Regions from separate parts of the Sus scrofa genome. Here region 2 is linked to region 1. Evidence: chromatin contacts called from public Hi-C data. All regions are on one chromosome and are shown on one strand. Each heading gives the region's core, a stretch centred on a gene start, on an enhancer-like site or on the middle of the called end of the contact. The rest is flanking DNA. Distances are from core to core; before and after follow the strand shown.

The links. A called contact is a pair of places that touch in the nucleus more often than the background predicts.
Region 2: a contact with region 1 is called in a Hi-C map of liver, with 10 times the contacts expected there. The contact joins two enhancer-like sites. A contact is called at or near these places in 1 of 5 promoter capture datasets (liver) and 9 of 47 Hi-C or Micro-C datasets (embryonic fibroblasts, epiblast stem cells, fetal liver and 5 more).

What each region holds. Positions count from the first base shown.
Region 1 is chr2:26,601,793-26,607,790 of Sscrofa11.1, reverse strand. The region is part of intron 1 of ABTB2 (ankyrin repeat and BTB/POZ domain-containing protein 2); the gene reads right to left. Among named protein-coding and RNA genes, the nearest start is that of ABTB2, 25 kb to the right of the region's middle. Within about 2 kb of position 4,505, at least 12 of the 83 cell types and tissues checked have an H3K27ac peak or open chromatin away from gene starts, as enhancers often do. A contact at or near this core is called in fetal liver and liver, where this site is marked.
Region 2 is chr2:26,714,371-26,720,485 of Sscrofa11.1, reverse strand. The region is part of intron 1 of ABTB2 (ankyrin repeat and BTB/POZ domain-containing protein 2); the gene reads right to left. Among named protein-coding and RNA genes, the nearest start is that of NAT10, 110 kb to the left of the region's middle. Within about 2 kb of position 2,740, at least 18 of the 83 cell types and tissues checked have an H3K27ac peak or open chromatin away from gene starts, as enhancers often do. A contact at or near this core is called in fetal liver and liver, where this site is marked.

The sequences.
Region 1 (5,998 bases), core at 3,256-5,755:
TAGCAGAATAGGGTGGGAGCCATTCAGAAAGGGCATCTTTTCCCCACTCAAGAGGCAACACTTCCAGTTCCCCGAGGGCCCAGGAGCAGAAGAGGCACTTGCTCTCCCTCCTGGGGCTTAAGGCACATTCAATTGTCTTCACTCTCTCCCAGTTCCCTTCCTGCCTCGATTAGCTTTTGAGGGAAAGCAACCTCACAGGTGACAGGAGTCAGTGACTTTGTTGGAAAAGCCACCCCCCATCCCCAAGCTTGCGGGAAATTCTTAGCTCAACATCTTACAGCATCAATGGGGCTCTACATCCGTACTGATAAAAATGGGGAGCAAAAACCTTCCTCACTTTTACTCCTTCTCCTCTCCCAGATAAATTTCTCCCAAGAGAAACTAGATACTAAACTAGAAACTAGAAAAAAATAAACCTTCAACAAGCAAATGATCCTGCCCAGGAGAAAGGGTTCTGGATTATGTTTTCTGCTTCTCTGACCTTGGCAGGGTCTGGTTTAAACAAGCCCCTGTGGCGTATTGTCTGGATAGGATGCACTCTGTCTGTTGTGTGGCCTTCCAGGCCCAGCTCCTCACAGTGGGTTTAACACCTCCAATCCTCAGGCTGCCTGCAAATGTGTCATCCAGTCCAGCGTGTGAAAATACAGAGATTATTGCCTGGGGTCGGGGGCAGGGGGCGCTCCACAGCTCTGGACAACCCTGATTCCACCCAATTCTAGAAATAAAGATTTGGTTTGTGCTCAGACTGGTCCTGCTGTCCTGGCTGTGGACAGGCTGGGTTGGCAGCTGAGAGTCAGAAGTCAGACAGATGGAAGTATCACGTGGGTCAGACAGGCTGGCAGGAGGCCCACCCAGTACTGTCCTTCTGGAAAGGCACTGGCCTCAGCCAGGAGGCAATCTTCTTTCTTCCCAGGCCTGCAGTTTCATGAGTGATGAAATCTGCTATCAGGGGAGAACTCATTTTTTTGACTGTGAGAAATCCTGCAGTGACAGTCTCCATCCACGGCGCTGGGGTGAGGGACGTGGGTACTGCAGCTGGAGAGAGCTGGGCGTGAGCCTGACTTTGCTGCTGCTCACTTGCTGTGTGACTTGGGGAAGGTCGCTTAAGCTCTCCAAGCCTGTTGCGTCTTCGGCAAACCTAGAACCTAGCATCTGTCCTCCTATCAGTGTTGTAAGGATTGAAAGAAATGAAGCATGCAAAATCCTGAGCACGGGGCCTGCCCAGAGTAACTGCTGAGTAAACAGGTCCTGTTATAATTGCAATAGGATCATTCATTCCTCCAGGGCACAAACCACTCCTTCTGTGTCCTTCATGGTGCCTACAAGATGCCGGCCACAGGGCAGCCCATCAAGGAGCCCTCTTTGGCTAAACACTCCCACTATCTGGATCTAGTTAGCTGTAGGTACTTCAAAAGGAACATTTAATAACACCCTTCCTTGTCTGGTTTAGTTCTGAAATGGAAAGCAAATTAGCCACCAAGCCATTCAGGATTCTGAAAACATGTGGTTTCTAATATTATCACACCTTCCATTTGCATCTGCAGCCGATTAAAAACAAGGCTCTGAGAGATGAACGTGTCTATAATACTTGACAACGCACAGCTCAGACCAAACGTTCCCACTAAAACTTGAAGCATGTCAAAGTGGCATCAAGTTGGAGACATACCGAAGAAGAGAAAGGGCGCTTCAATTCATCTGGCATGATTTAAGAGACCATTAAGGCAGAAAGAAGCCCAGTCGCCAGCTATTCAGAACTTAAATGGCTCTCTCCCTCAAACCTTTAATCTGAATGTTTAAGAGGTATTCCAAAGAAGTGCTTTTCTTCCAGAAAGGAAAGTTTACATTAGAACCAATATCCACTGAAGTCAGTGGATATAATAAATAATAATTACTCTAATAGCTGCCACAAAAAGATATTTGTAAGCTTCTCGTTCTCATTAATGGTCTGTTGAAACGCTCTTCAAATAAAAAAATGTACCATTCCCAGCCTAATGTGGCAGACATCTGTCTCTACAGATTCCACTTTTCCCTCTGTATCTCCCAGTCCACCCACCCCCACCCCAGGTCTCCCAGGGCCTCATCTCCACCGCATCCACTCTTCCCCTCTCCCACCCCCCAGAGACACCGATGGTTCTCAGACCAGAAGGACCCCAGGCCTCCTTCCCAGCATGGGAGCAGCATGTGGCCACTGGACTACAGTGATGAGTTCAACGCTGGGCCCGTGACTTAAGTCAGGCCAATCAGAGCACAGGGGGGACTCAAACGAAGGATGTGGGGTTGAGTTGTCAGAGAAGCTGACTTGACCCGTTTGCTATTCGGCTTTAAAGCTGAAGCTGCTGCAGGCTGTTTACGATCACAAAAGAAAAGCCGCTGGATCATGGAGGCAAACCCAGGAGCAGAATCCAGAGGAGCCGGCAAACAGGAGGAAACGGGGTCCTGAAGACAACACTGAACTCCTGAATCAACACCCCCCTGAGGCCAACCCTACCTTCAGAACTTTTAAAGTAAGCCAGTAAATGTCCTTTAGCTGTAATCGGTTTGAAATGTGTCTGCATCCTGCAGAGTCCTGATGTAGAAACTTTAAATAGAAGTGCATTTATAAGTGGCAACTTTATGGCTTCTTAACTTCAGTCTAATTACTTGGAACATGAGAATAATGCACTAGATTCCCAGAATTCCTTCCTAGCTGCCTGCCTTGAAGGAGGAGGATAAGGACTGGCCTTTTTTTTTTTTTTTTTGCCATTTCTTGAGCTGCTCCCACGGCATATGGAGGTTCCCAGGCTAGGGGTCGAATCAGAGCTGTAGACACCGGCCTACGCCAGAGCCACAGCAACGCGGGATCCAAGCTGCACCTGCGACCTACACCACAGCTCACGGCAACGCCGGATCCTTAACCCACTGAGCAAGGCCAGGGATCGAACCTGCAACCTCATGGTTCCTAGTCAGATTCATTAACCACTGAGCCACACAATGGGAACTCCAAGGACTGGCCATTTCTGCCCAAGTGGCCACAGGCTTGGGAATACTGACAACCTTGCTTGGTAATACCATTCAGGTCAATAGGCCTTGGGTAATATAAAGCACTGGACCTTAGGACACACGCCTTCTGCTCCTGGCTGGGTATGTTTGGCCCTGGGACCTCAAACAAACCCTCAGTCTCTTCTGTAGGAGAATGAAGCCATCCACTTCTAACACAGGGAGGACACCGCAGAGCCATTTTCCAGGGTACCAGAGGTACTCAGCAGCATGGGCTTTGAGTCAGGAAGATTTGGATTCAAATCCCTAGTCCACCCTCAACTAACTAGATTTTTTTCTGGTAAGAGGCTTAATCTCTCTGAGCCACAGTTCGTCTGTAAAATGGAAAATAATCAGGATTATCAACTAGGGTTAAAGAGAAAATAAGATAAAGTCTGTGAAGTGTTCAGCCATGTACATGGTATAGAGTAAAGACTCAATAAATGTCAGCTATTAGAGCTGGGAGATCAAATGAAAAAGAATATGAAAATCCTTCGTAAAAACCCTAAGGCGTGGTACCCCTGTTAGGGATTATCATCGTCACCTCTCCTCACCCCTAAACCGGTCGGGGTTATCATGTCACAACGTGGGGGAAAGGCAATACACTCCATGAAATGAATTCAACTCCTCAAGTGCACCGATCCAGCAAAGCGGGAGAGAGAGCCGGCAGTGGGGGATGGGGGAACAAACCCACCCCCACCCCCTATAACTGTCACCTTGTCTACAGTGTAGCCCAGAAATATATCAGGGCAGTTCACGGAAACACGATCAATAGCGACCTGTTAAATGTTTCTCTGGAGGCCTGGAACGGATCCCACACTCTGAACGGTCTGGCCCGTTCTGAACTTTTCCAGAGCTCCATCTGCAAAAGTACAAGTAAGATCCCCTTCCTGATTTTTCAATTTCTTTTAACAACTTCATGGGCAGGATGAAAACGGGCTTCTTTATGAATGAGAAACTTCAGTTGCCGGACTTGGCAGCACGGGTTTCCAAGAAACCCCGCCGCGAGGTGGGCTGCCTTACAGCGGACCCCTCCTATTTTCCACTGGCACCTCCCATAAAATGAGTGAGGACTGGGTTTCAAATGGGCTGCTCGCAGGAAAGAGACCCCGGGGTAAAACCAAAAAGAGGTTCCTTCCAGGTGGTGGAGAGAAAAGTCCCCCCAGACTGAAGGGACCCTGGGTCTTTTTCAGTCGGGGCGCTTTAAAGACACACACACACACAAAACAAGCCTAAGCAGGGCTCACCACGAGCATACAAAAGGGTCACTTCAAATAACCTACGGATTGCTTAATGTGGAAAAAATTAAAGCTTGAAAATCAGGTCCATAAAATGGAAGGAGTCTTGGAAAAACAACCGCAGTTGATTCTGCAGTACCCGTTCAGGAAAATAGATAGATTGTGCTCGGACTCTCTTTTCTAACTGCAGCCTGTATACCAGCCGTGTGTATTTTGGACTCTTTCCCATCCTGCCATGATTTCCTGTCTCAGTCTGGGTCCCATGGTAACTGGAGAAATTTGGCGTGCGGGCCCCCTTCGCAAGGACTGGCCACCCGGGGCCAAGTGGGTATCTTCTTCCACAACAGTCTCTCTTCTGGGTCTGTGCAGGGTTACTCTCTGCCTCACAAAATCTTACCAATAACATCTTCAGTTTATAAATGAATCTCCCCACCCAGCCTCTCTCCCCCACCTCACAGGAAAATGAAAATCTTTTGCAGAGTCAGAAGACCCGTGGATTCACAATCCCATGGCCCAGGCGAGAGGGGCTTACAAGGTTGCCCAGGGGTGGGGGGTGGGGGAAACCCAACAGTGTCACCCTAAGCAGAAGAGTCAAACAATTTAGTAAAAATAGAATCTCATTTATGGAACAGACAGACGTTATCCTTACACATGCATTTCCTGAAGGTCCCAAGCATACACTGATGTGAGTCAAATGGTTTAAATGTCTGAGGGTTAACTTCCAATTATCTCAGATCTCAACCCAAATGGCACCACCACCTCCAGGACCGCGATAACTCAGTGCCCCCCATCGGGCTTAGGGAGCGTGGTCTTGCAAGGACAGCCCGGAACAGGATGTCTGACAAATGCCTGTTCGTGTTTGCCCCTTGCCCCCAGCTGGAAGCTTCACCCTGAAGGGCAGGGACCATAACTTTTCACCTGTATTGGGACCCAATGCTTGACATGACGTAGGTGTTCTGCAAATGTGTGTAGCATGTCCCGTGCAGACCATATGGTGAATAGAGAGAATCTGCCTGCACAGGCTCTTTGCCTCCTATGTCGTCACAGCCACCCACCCACTGCACAGTTCCACCTCCTCCTTCGTAAAGACCCGCCCCCAGGAAATGACGTGATCAGACACATTCAGGGGGAAGATCAGATGGAATCAGACATCATTAAACTATGACCCCACCACACACAATGGCTCCTCACCTCCCAGGCCAGGACACTTGTGCTTCCCTCCACCCCCTACCCTTGACCTAAGGAATTAAGTTATAATTCAAGAATTTCAGGCAATCACAGGGGAAGGTCATTTGAGGGTTTTGTTTTTTGAGGATGCACTGGAAGAGACGACTCCTGAAACCTCCTGAAACCAACTCCTGGCACTTGGGAAAGCCTAGCATCTGGGATCCCCCCAACCCACCCCACCCCACCCCACCCAGGAAGGCTGTTCAGTGCAGCCTCTCCAGCAATGCTGCTGTTGATCTGGCTAACAGAGCAAACAGACCCTCTTTGAAAAAGAGGCAGAAGCAGCCGGACTCCGCTTTCCTGCCCATTTCCTTTGCCTTATTAAGTGAGAAGAACTGGTTTCAGTTCGCAACCCTAAAAGCCACAGAGGGAAGGACCTCAGAAGTATGTTTGTGGAGGTCCCAGGGTGTGGATGGGCACAGAGCATCACTCACAGCCTCGAAGCAAGTGCCCAGGGCGAGAACCTGCGCCCCTGGGGGAGGAGCAGGCGATGACGGAGTCAGCCACCGCAATAACCC
Region 2 (6,115 bases), core at 1,491-3,990, 110 kb before region 1:
TGAAGGCCGAGCGGTGGTCTCATTGCCATCAGCTAGTACCATCACTAGCCCTGCTTACCAACGAGGGATGCTGAGGTTTCGATGGACTGGGTCGCTTGGCAAAGGTCACAAAGGTAGAAAATGTCCAAGATGGGATTCAGACCCAGCTCGTCCAATCCTGGAGTCTACACTGCCTCCCACACGGGGCTCTGCTATTCAAGCCCAGAAGGCCTCCCTCACCCCTCACCAGCCCAATGAGCACTGCCCTTTCCCTGTCTCCTTCAAGGTCAGGAAATTAAAAGCAAACATAATCACGCTCTGGTTAACACCTCATTCTAAGTTATCAGAACCCCACTAGCTGGAGGTGGTCTTCCGGTTAAGAGAGGCCCAGAGGGCCAGGAGCTTACCATTAAATGGTGAAATAGTAAGGCACATTTACTATGGCCCAGGGAGCCAGGGGCCAGAGGACCCAGTGCGAGATTAAAGGCTGCTGAAATACAGCATGATCCTTGCCAGCATCCTCAATTCTCTTTACAAAGATGGGTCTTTTTTGTTTGTTTTGTTTTGTTTTTAAAAAGAAGATGGTGAAAAGCAAACCTTACAGTGAATCCAGGGCTGGAATTCATCTCTCTTTGGAATCCTTGACAGTCCTGGGCCAGCTAGGGGTGGACGTGCTTGGTGAGCAGGCCTTGGGGTGCCTCTTCCCCTCTAGCTGGCAGCAGCACTGCTGATCTCAGGTCCAGCTCATCCAATTCTCAGGGGGGCTCAGACAGGCAGAGAGGAGCCACCATAAAATCATAGCCCAACAAAGCAGTGGGGGGTGAACCCAGAATCTCCACCTGCAATGCTGGCTTACTGGCATTTCAGTCATTTGTTTAATTAAGGTTCACTTCAGTTCCATCATAGACCCAGCGATGATTATGTCTGTAAAAGAATAAACTGGTAGAGAATGTGGACTGCTGCTTAATTTTTTTGAAGTTCAAAAAGACCCAGCAAAATGAAGCCTGTTCAGTGCCATTTCCCCCCTTTGCAAGAGAGTAAAATAAAGCCTGAGTAACCAAGCAGATCAATTTCAGGAAATTAAACCTAAAGGTGAACTCTGGAAAACCCGGCAATAGTCACAACATCGGGCAGAGTGTGGGGCAGAGAACTCACACGTGGACCACTGAGCTTTTTCCAGTGGAAAAAAGACCCCTGTGGTGTTCAGAGAACTTTTTAAGAGATTCTGGGTGGCCGCCCTCCAAAGCATTGATGTAACACATCAAGAACTTGAGTGACCCAGGAAGCATGAGTCTTAGAACTGCTGCCTCTTAAAAAAAATCCACCGCATGACCACAGTTCTTTGTCAAATGCCGTCCTTGACCCAGGCTGGTTGAGCACACCAGGTCCTGTGAGCCAAGGGCAACATCGAGGCCCTTTTGTATGAGGGCAACACCGTCAAAACACAAACCCAGTCTTGATCCCAAAATATCAGCCCTTCCCCCAACTCATGCATATAATCACCTAGGTGAGAGCGCTTCTCTCTATGCTGGGGCTATAAATATGTTTAGAACTACTGTGCTTTCTAAACTTCTTAAAGTGAATATGATTTACTGGTGCAGTAAAAAGTGATTGTTATAAAGAAACGGGATGTGATGGGGGAGATGCACTTGGAGCAGAGGGTGATAAAATGTTTCCTCTGAGCATGGGAATATCCATAATTTCAAAAATGACAGAAAAGTAGTTAGCTCAAATTAAAAAAATTTTTTTGGCCATGCCCATGGCATATGGAAGTTCCTGGGCTAGGGATTAAACCTGTGCCACAGCAGTGACCCTAGCACTTCAGTGACAATGCCAGGTCCTTAAACTGCTGCACCACAAGAGAACTATGACATTAAATTTTTATATAAGAAAACAAGGGGAATGTTTAAAAAAAAAGTACTATGATCTAACTACCTACAAACTCAGAATGGAGGTCATCTAACATAAAAGATAGTTATTTCTGCACGGGAGAACTTCAGATGACTTTTTTCTCTATTATTCTTCACATCTTTTTTTTCCTACAGAATAAATAATGAACACGCATATTTTAATAGGATTCATTTCCCCTGCACCACAATGGGAACTCCTAAACAAAATCATTATTACAACATTTTTGTGAGCTCACAGTGGCAAAAAAAAAAAAAAAAAAAAAAGGAAAACTTGTTTCCTATATAGACAGTACTTTAAAAAAAAGAAGAAGAAAAAAAAAAAAAAAAAAAAAACACCAAGGGAAAGAAATTCAGGAAGTTCCCGTCAGGGCGCAGCAGAAATGAATCTGACTAGGAACCATGAGGTTGCGGGTTTGATCCCTGGCCTCACTCAGTAGGTTAAGGATCCAGCGTTGCCATGAGCTGTGGTGTAGGTTGCAGACGTGGCTCAGATCCCAAGTTGCTGTGGCTGTAGCTCCAATTGGACCCCTAGCCTGGGAAACTCCATTGCTGCGGGTGTGGCCCTAAAAAGACAAAAAAAAAAAAAAAAAGAAAGAAAAAAAGAAAAAAGAAATTCAGGCACAAACTGTCCTATTTCCTAAGCAGGAGGTGAGATTTTTATCTGCAGGTCTCATTCCCAAATCAGCCCCTCTGAGAGCCAGCCCATTCACCTGGCCAGATGGTGGTGACTCAGGGGCCACCTCATGGGGGGTGTTGGGGGGACACCCTTCCTGTGGCATCCTGCTGACACTCAGCCCAACTGCATACTCACTGCGTTGAGCCTGCATGATCACGGCGCAGCCACGCAGTGGCCTGGACCGCCAGTACGGGGGCAGGGTCAGGCTGCAACATACTGGCACTGAGGACAGCGAGAGCCAGGGAAATCCTCATGCCACAAAGCCCAGTGTCACCAAGCATGAAAAGGTGACAGTGTTGCCAGTGCTGGGGGTTGGGAATACAGGTGGGTCTGGAGACGGGAGAGGAGGCAAAGCTTGTCCTGGGAGCCAAATCTGAGCTACATCCCCAGGGAGAGCAGTGCTGCTGGCAGGAAAAAGAGGGGAGCAGAAGTCTCCACGTGTCAACCCAGCAGAAGGAGAGGGTAAATGAGCCCGAGCACCTGTAATACACACACGTCACTCCTTGGGAGTTAAAAAAAAAAAAAAAAAAAAAAAGAGGCAATTATCACAAGGTCCAGGGCAGGAGGCCAAGATATTTATTAATAGAACATGAGTGCATTAGTCAGAAATGTACTGTGCTAGAGTCCTTCTAACAAACATAACCTGCTTCAGTCAGCTTTGCTTCCCATTCCAAATGGCTCTGGCTATTAGACACTCCAGATGATTTAATAGCATGAGTCAGAAGGAAGAAGGTTCAAAACTTAGCGCTCAATCTTATTGGCTGTGTGATGTTGGACTAGTTACTTAACCTCTCTGAGCCTCAATTTTTTCATCTGTATAACAGACCTAATAATAGTTCATAATTCACAGGATTATTTGAGAATTAAAAGAAGCAAGCATTTAGCAAAACATTTCATAAATATGTAGTAAATATCCTTCTATTGTAATATTCATATAAGTGGCCTGATTCCCAGGGCCAGTGCCTCTGGGATAAAGCCATCAGATATCATATAAAAGTATTTATCAGTATCCAGAGGAAGGGATGGACCCGATACTAATCTATCCTATTATTTCCTGAAGGTCTGTGCTGATAAAGAATCATGCTTTGCTCACCACGCAAGGGTCATTTATTCTTTACTCACTCACTCATTTCTTCAACTAATGAGCCAATACTCTGCTAGAAGTGGCTATGCTCTGAGGATAGAAAAATGAACAGGCCATAACAGATCTAGCCTCTTGATGTTTGCAGTCTGGTGAAGGAGAGCAAACAGTACACAAGCCAAGTCAATAATATGTGCAAAGGGCCACATGGAGTCAGACCAAGGAGCCCAGGAGGGTCTCTAAGCCAGACTACCTAGGCCTAGTAGTCAAGGAAGGCTTCCTGGAGGAAGGGACGTGGCTGATGAATAGTTATCAGTCTGGCGAAGGGGTTGTTCCCATGCAGAGGAAGAGCCTGTATAGGGAGGTTCTGGGACAGTGATAGGTTGGGGAGGGGCCCCTGGGCTTGTCACGAAGCTGTGTTTGTAGAGTCAGCACATTATTCAAACTTAGACTATGTGTTTATTTGGGGCAGCCTGGGAGGTGGCTGATGGAGATCGTTGCCCTCTCTCCACCCACGCTTAGAGCCACTATAAAGCCAGGATTAGCGGACTCTTCCTGCAAAGGGTCAGAGAGTAAATATTTTTGGCTTTGCGTGTCTCTGTCGCAACTACTCAACTCTGCCAGCATAGTGTGCATTTGAACAACAGATAAACAAAGGGGCACAGATCTGAATTTTACATCATCTTCATGTCTCATAAACTAGTCTTCTTTTCATACCTTTTCAACTGTTTAAAAATGTAAAACTAACTTTTGACTCGAGGGCCATATGAAAACAAGTGTCAGGTAGGATTTGGCCCCAGGACTCTGCTGGCTGCCCCTTGTCCTAATCCAGAGCCCCTCAGAGGGATGGAGAGGGGGTAGCTGGGACAGAGGCTAAGGGGCCGGGACTCTGTCCTGACAGCAATGAGGACTCACTGAAGGGGTTTCAGCAACTAAGTGACAGGGTCATAGGTGCATTTTGACAGACAAATCCAGCAGCAGTCTGGCAAAGGAGCATCTAGATTAGAGAGTCCCACTGCTGCCTGAAAACTTTTTTTTTTTTTTTTTTTTTTGGTCTTTTTGCCTTTTCTAGGGCCGCTCCTACGGCACATGGAGGCCCCCAAGTTAGGGGTCCAATTGGAGCCGCAGCCACCGGCCTACACCAGAGCCACAGCAACTCGGGATCCAAGCCACGTCTGCAACCCACACCACAGCTCATGGCAACACCAGATCCTTAACCCACTGAGCAAGGCCAGGGATCGAACCCGCAACCTCATGGTTCCTAGTCAGATTCGCTAACCACTGCACCACGACGGGAACTGCCTGAAAACTCTTCTTTGCTGAGGAATTCACAGTCAAAAAATTCACTTGGGCCACTGCTGGGCTCTTATTTCTAAAAAGCTGTCATTCCTTTTAGCTTTTGCCCCAAGCACTTAAACATCAAAGACGGAGGTGGCAGATTACATTTTTTGGAGCTAAAATTCATTGAGGGATCATTTTAAAGCCCAAATAAGTGAAAACCATGTTGCTACCTTTCAAATTGGTGATGTTCCTGGATCGGCATAAAACCGTCAGCAAATTTCAATCTCAGTCTTTACGGCTCAAAAAGGTCATTCACCAAGAATGGGAGAAGTCAACACGTGCCTCGAAATCTGGGCTAGAAACAAAGACACCCCAAGGCTAAGTGCGTTGGGGACACCAGAGTGCAGAGTTTAAGATACTCCCTTTATTGTAACTCATACATGGCACATATGGACATATCCTTGAACCACACTGCCCCTGCTCCCACACACAGAAAGGGGGGCTGGCAGGCAGTGAAATCCTGCAGACAGAGAGCACATTCTCTAAGGCTGTGGGACCTCTTGTCCCAAGGTTGACGGATGGCTTCAAATGTGGAAGAAGTATCTGAGCAGGCTTGGGACATCTGAGCACTCATTCACGGATCCCATCATTTACCTACTCAAATATTCATCACATGCCTATTAATTACACTGAAACTCGTGCCGAGAAGATAGAGATAAGGCTCTAGAGGAGAGGAAAAACAAGTAGAGACAGATAACGGCACCCTAAGGAGTGCTGAAGGAGGGGTCTGCAGTAGGTATGAGAAGCTTGGGAGGAGTCTGAAGAGAGGGCTTTGGCTATGTGCTGTCATCAGCAAGGGAGGAAAAAATAACAGGATGTTTCAGAAAACCCCGCTCACTCCAAGGACCCCACAGGGATTGTACAGACTTGATGAGAAGCAAACGGTCCCTGCTCATCTCACACAACACCGGGGTGGGTTGAAGAAGGGAGGGGGTGCAGGGGCAGAAGCTTACTTGCAGAAACCAAGTACCCGCAGAATGTTCATTCTCGGGATGGGGACATCCCAAACCTCCCTGTGTCCCTCCCAGGACACCGTGACCTTTCCCTGCAAAGATGTATGGAAACAGCCAGCCTGAAACTGCGCCCTTGCTCTCAGTGACCTTCCCTTCTCCTCTCCTGGCGCACAGA